Regions from separate parts of the Mus musculus genome. Here region 1 is linked to region 2. The links are chromatin contacts, called in public Hi-C maps. All regions are on one chromosome and are shown on one strand. Each heading gives the region's core, a stretch centred on a gene start, on an enhancer-like site or on the middle of the called end of the contact. The rest is flanking DNA. Distances are from core to core; before and after follow the strand shown.

The links. Hi-C and Micro-C count contacts between places; a contact is called where the count stands out from the background.
Region 1: a contact with region 2 is called in a Hi-C map of the G1E-ER4 cell line, with 2.0 times the contacts expected there. The contact joins two enhancer-like sites. A contact is called at or near these places in 3 of 484 Hi-C or Micro-C datasets (the G1E-ER4 cell line and nephron progenitors) and 2 of 9 other capture datasets (adipose tissue and liver).

The regions. Positions count from the first base shown.
Region 1 is chr9:60,594,122-60,597,152 of GRCm38.p6, reverse strand. All of the region lies in intron 15 of Lrrc49 (leucine rich repeat containing 49), which reads left to right. Among named protein-coding and RNA genes, the nearest start is that of 9230112J17Rik, 50 kb to the right of the region's middle. Within about 2 kb of position 1,597, at least 12 of the 459 cell types and tissues checked have an H3K27ac peak or open chromatin away from gene starts, as enhancers often do. A contact at or near this core is called in the G1E-ER4 cell line, where this site is marked.
Region 2 is chr9:60,404,155-60,407,131 of GRCm38.p6, reverse strand. The region is part of intron 4 of Thsd4 (thrombospondin, type I, domain containing 4); the gene reads left to right. Among named protein-coding and RNA genes, the nearest start is that of 2010001M07Rik, 72 kb to the right of the region's middle. Within about 2 kb of position 1,646, at least 7 of the 459 cell types and tissues checked have an H3K27ac peak or open chromatin away from gene starts, as enhancers often do. A contact at or near this core is called in the G1E-ER4 cell line, where this site is marked.

The DNA.
Region 1 (3,031 bases), core at 348-2,847, 190 kb before region 2:
CAAATATACTTGGTGGAGCACAAAAGATATTGAAGAGATATTGAATTAAGAAGTGATAGCTTAGACAAATCAACGGAAATTATGCTCTTCTGAATTGGTATAATATTCAGAAGATTTAATAACTTGAAAAGAAAAGGCCCTCATAAATCAGATCAAATAAATTAAAATAAAGAATATGAAGGATTTTTAATAATTTATCAAATAGATATATTTCAAACCCTTTTCCCAGAATATGATGCCCAAAGTCAGATTGGGAAAATGTATCCAAGCATGTCTGGGATGTTTGTAGAGGCAAATACACCTTAAACTCAAAGAAAATCTCTGTATTTAATGACCATAGTCATCAGATTATTGTCTTCAATCAACAGTCTACTGGCGGAAAATAAGGAGCTGCAGGGAGGCAGGTGCCTGAGTGTGCAGCTCCGTGGTAACAACGGGGGAAGGGGTGGAGGTGGAGGTGGAGGAGCACACAGTTAACATGGCACTGCTGGCCATGGAGTCACAGAGCTGACACTGACACAGAGGCACTGTCGCTAATGAGCTGAGATAGCCAAAAACTTGGTGCAACTAGAAAAATAACAAAAAAGTGAAGTTGCCAGAACATAAAATATAGGAAACTTTAACTTTTAAAAAGTAAAAAACGAGCCCATCTGTCTCCATTCAAAGCTATAGCCATACAAATAATGACCTAACTTTGTGGGGAGAGCCACAACTGTGACAACAAGCCACATAGCAAGGTGGGTCCTACATGCTGCTATCCATGATGGCTGATGCTGTGGTTCTTTTCACAGCAGCCTGGCGATGCTAACACACTTGCTGTAGCCATGCCCTTTTTGTTTGTTTGTTTGTTTAAAGATTTATTTATTATACATAAGTACACTGTAGCTGACTTCAGACGCACCAGAAGAGGACATCAGATCTCATTAGTGGTGGTTGTGAGCCACCATGTGGTTGCTGGGATTTGAACTTAGGACCTATGGAAGAGCAGTCAGTGCTCTTACCCACTGAGCCATCTCTCCAGCTCTAGCCATGCCTTTCGACTTAGCTGTTTCACTGAGCAGAATTTCTTCCTAGAAATTATTTCACATGAACATAAATATGTGTCGAGGATTTCTCTCATGGCCTGTGTTTATAACAAGTAGTGAGACTAGTGGAACAAGACCAGCTACTTGTAGCTGTAAAATTGAATAGCAGTTCCTATATGAAACAGTGGGTCTGTCCTTTTGTTTATTGTTGATTTGACACAACAGAGTCACTTAGGAAGATCAACCCTCAGTTGAAGAGTGGCCTGTATCAGATGAGCCTGTGGCCATGTCTGTGAGAGATTATCTTGATTGATGGTTGATGTGGGAGGGCCCCGCCCACTCGTAAGTGGCGCCAGGCTTAGGTCGGTGGGCCTGGACTATGTAAGAAAGCTAGCTGAGCTAGAGAATAAACCAGCTAGCAGTGTTCTTCCATGTTCCTGGTTCTAGGTTCCTATCTTGAATTTGTATGCAAATTTCCACAGCTTGTGACCTAAATGGGTAAGCCAGTTAAACCCTCTCCTCCCCGAAGTGCTTCCAGTCAGTTTCTGTCACAGCAAAGAAATGTCACTAGGGCGTGTTATGATGTTCCAGAGAGGAAGTACCAGAACAGTTGTGTGGCAGGCCCCAGCTTGTGAGAGTAGGGTATACAGCTCAAAAATATCCTGGCGTTTTAAATATTTGTTTTGGGTTTTGGTTTGTTTTGGGGGTGGTTACCTAAAAATGTCAAATAAGAAAAAGGGCCAATACTGGGCGGAAGTATACAGATCTTTTAAATTGTATACGTGTGTGCTGCCTGGTTTCTCTTTAGTTTTTGTTCTGTGTGTATTGTTTTTTGGTTTTTGTTTTTAAATTTTTCTCATTTTTAAGAAGTACATTGAAAGTACTTTCTTCCTGAGTTCTAGTTAGAAGCACTGCAGGCTGCAGCGTTTTCATGCTGTGTGTTCTGCTTTAAACGTGTTTCAGCACTGCTGAACTGAAAAAGGAACTCACACTTAACAGCAAGAGCTCTGTATGCCAGACCCACTGGGGTCTGACCAAAAGCACTGAGTGGAAACGCCGTGTGTGTCTTTTCTGTATCTAATAAAAGATGAGGAAGAAAGTCATGAAAGAGGTGTCCCCAAGAGAACCTAGAAAAATCCCAGAGTTAAAGCAAAAGCAAGTGGAAGGACTCAGAAAAGCAGCCAGAAATTAAAAAACAAACAAACAAAAATAGGAAGAGGTTGATGAGAAAGCCATACTGACTCCCCAGGGTAGGCCTGCTCAACTTCAGCATGCCGGAAGTAGTCAGAGTATACCATAATGAACGGAGGTACAACATCAGGCCAACTAGATCAATATTAGAGGCTAGACCAGAGTGCCGGTCTTCATGGTGTCCAGCCCCTCCTAAAAAAAAAAAAAAAGTATTATTGTCTCTGGCGCCTGGCCATCTCATAAGTATAAGAAGACTCTTCATACCTTGAGTCCCAATGGTGTGTGTGTGTGTGTGTGTGTGTCTGTGTGTGTGTGTGTGTCTGTGTGTGTGTGTATCTGTGTCTATGTGTATGTGTTTTCTTCAATATTATTATTGTTTTTTAAAAGGTATGTTTTTATTATATGTGTATGACTGTTTCTGCCTGCATGTATGTCTGTGCACCACAGTGCTAGGCAATGGGATTCTGAGCAGGCAGCTGTTACACTCCAGGACCCCCTGGTGTTGCCCTTTGGATTGCAAGGTGCCTGTAGCCTCCTTTTAGCCCTGCCAGCACCCATGGGGACTCTCACTGCTCTCAGTTCGCTCTTACTAAAGTTAACTCCACACTTGATTTGATGTTCTAGCTAGGAACATAACACAGGTAAATAAAAGAACTAAGAGAGATCTGTGTATATGGTTACTCCAGCAAACTAATGCGCTTTGTATAAAGCTATACAGACTGTGTAGAGGTGGCCAACACCTCTTTGATTGCTTATGCTTTGATTCAGTTTTTGAATTATTTCACATTAAGGTAGAGTTCATTTAGCTTTGTTAG
Region 2 (2,977 bases), core at 397-2,896:
GTCTTAGACATCTACTGGTTTATTTCTTGCTTTTGAAAATCATGAAGGTATCTCTTCCTCTGATCTAAGTCATTTCCCCATTAGGAGGGCACACCCCCTGCACTCTCAGGCACCCTTGTGCAGTGAGTAACTACACATAATAAATAAAGATGGCCCTAAGTGCCATCTTTACTGTTTGACCATTGATTGTTCTGCTGTATGGGGACTGGTTTCCTCTAATGTCTGTTTGCTTGTCCTTGTTCCTTCTTTTTGTGTCCCTTTGAATAACAGGCCTGGGTCACTCAGGTACACAGCCCCTGTGAGCAGCGTGTGACTTGCTCTTAGGGACACGGCTGATTTTGCATATGATTCTGAAGACAAGGCCTGGGGTCAGCGTCTCCCCCGGGGCTGATTCCCAAGAGGACTGGGTCTGTTCTGAAGGCCGCTGCTTCAGCCTATTTCAGAGGGTGGTAGTGTGAGGGCACCACCCTATGAACTTCATCCATGTAGGAAGCAGTAGATGGGCCAAGGATGAGGTCTTCTTAAAGCTGGGCTTCCTTATGCCGGGGCTGCAGAGATGCTCAGCAGTAAGGAGTGCTTGTTGCTCTTCCCGGGGGACCTTAGTTGAGCTCTCAGCATCCCTATTCAGTGGCTCACAACTGTCTGTAGCTCCAGCTCCAGGGTATCCAGTGCCCTTTTCTATCCTTTACAGGCAGCAACACACTTGTGCCATGCACACGTATACAAAGGCAAGCATACATGCACATAAATATAAATAAAATCTTACAACAGAAAAATAAGCTGGGAGTCACTCCAAAGCTGCCTGTCATCCATCTACCTGGATCTCTTCGTTCCTGACTTGTGGGACCATCCCCCGGTGTACCTATAACAGCTTCCTTTTACCTTTAGTGAGATGCCCCCATCACCTGCAGAGAGCACTGGGAGGAGGGAGTCCCTTCCATCAGGCAGCCTCAGAGTACGCCTTTCAGTGGCCTCTCACTCTGTCATTTACCCCTTACCTCAGCCATGGGGAACAGAGGCAGGTCTGATCAGACCCTCAGCGTGGCTTTGCTACACAGTAGTCAGCCAGGAAAGCTGTGGTTTTCATCATCTGAATGTTTACTTCACCGAGTGGCCGGAGGTTTTGCTTCTTATCTTTTGTAGACACCAAATAATTTATTGCCGAGACCCACCCTGGCAGGCGCTACAGTCTTCTGAACTTCTAAAAGGTCATCTGCACTCAACCCAAACCACTTGCTCAAAGCCTCTTTGAACTCTGGCTGCACATGATATTTCCCCCCCCCCCTTTGGCAGGGGGTGGGGAAGAAACTGGGAGCTTCAGGGAAAATAAGGCCCGTCCAGCCCTCAGCCACAAACGTCTTTCTTCCCAGCTTGCTTCAGATTACAGCCTGGAATACATGTGTTTCTGTTCCTTAATTCTATTCCCTCTTAACTTCCTCCCTTTAATTTGGAGCTCTGAGAATTTTCTAGATAGTCACTGACTACCAGTCTAATTTGGCTAGCTCTCTTGGCTTCCCACCTGGGTGCCTCAGGCTGGTTTATTGGAACTCAGAGCCTTTTGGTCTCTACGAATTAGTCTAGAGCTGTGGGCTTTACTGGCCCATTGGTTAGAAATGCAAACATTTAAGCTCTCTGCCTCTCACGTCTGTTATTTCAGCAAATATTTAGAGTGCTTCTGTAGCAGATGCGGGACTAGCTCGGGATTATACACACATGGATCAGCAGTGGATAAGCCTGGCCCTGCAGAAGCTAAAGGTGTACAAGAAAGCTGGATCTTGACTTACCACTGTCACCCAGAGTGTTAATGCCACCACCAAGAAGGATGTGCAGGCTGCCTAGCAAGGGCATTCATAATGGGGCAAGCAGACCAGGAGGAGCCCATGTGCATGTTGGACCTAAAAGCCTGCACCAGTACACAGGTGTACCAGTGAGGCAGTGTTCCTCATGGAGTCAGGTTGCTGGGGACTTGGTGGATGATACATTGCTGTTGGGGTACAGGATACAAGAGGAATTAAAGACTAGAGAGTAGACCAAGAAGATTAAGGACTCATGGTGGAGGGTATCAGATAACTACAAACCTAAACTCTTCTGGAATTGGACTTCGTTCTCTAGCTAGAGATGAGCCACAGAACGGGCTTGTTTGTTTATTTATCTTATGTGTGAGTGTGTGCAACACAATGTGTGCGTGCATTGTATGCAAGTCTACCTCAGGTGAAATGTCCACTTTTTTTTTTTTTTAATTTTTGAGACAGACTCGTCAGAATTTGGAACTCAGTGATTCCACTATAGTGTCTGGCCAGCATGCTGGATTTCTGCATGGGTTCTGAGGACCACACTCAGGTTACGACATTTGGAAGGCAAACGTTTTATTGACTGAAACATACCCTCAGCTCCCATAAAAGTGTCGTACATAGAGGGTAATGACTTTGACCAGGTCAATGTGGGAAAAATCAAAAGTGCAAGGGGCTCCTGGACTGGGTACCTGGTAGAAAGGTTGGTTCTAGCCATACAGGGACTAAGGCTGTGCATGCTTGACCTCTCTGAAAAGAGAGGAGTGGACATTTTACAATCCCAACGAGTCTTTCCACAGAGAGGTTGGGTTCTAAGAAGCCTCACGTAGGTATGCGATTTGATGATTCTTGATGACGTAGAATCTCCCTGGAGTACTCACCTTCTCTGCTGTGGACAGACATTTCAGAACATTTTGAATCCTGATCAAACCCACTCCCGCTTTTGGGGCTTCCAGTGTGTACATAAGTGGGTATTTTGTGTCCCTAATTGAGGCATTGCATGTATAAGGACTAAGATTCCTCACTGAGTTCTCTCTTTGACACTGCATCAGGACTGCTCTGCTAGGAGACATCTGTGTCTGCTCCCTAGGGCGCATTGATAGGAATGGTTGGGTTTTGTAGACTCAATGGAAAACAATTCAGAATTTTGCATATTGCGTTCATATATTGAAAGCCCTTGTGTGTGT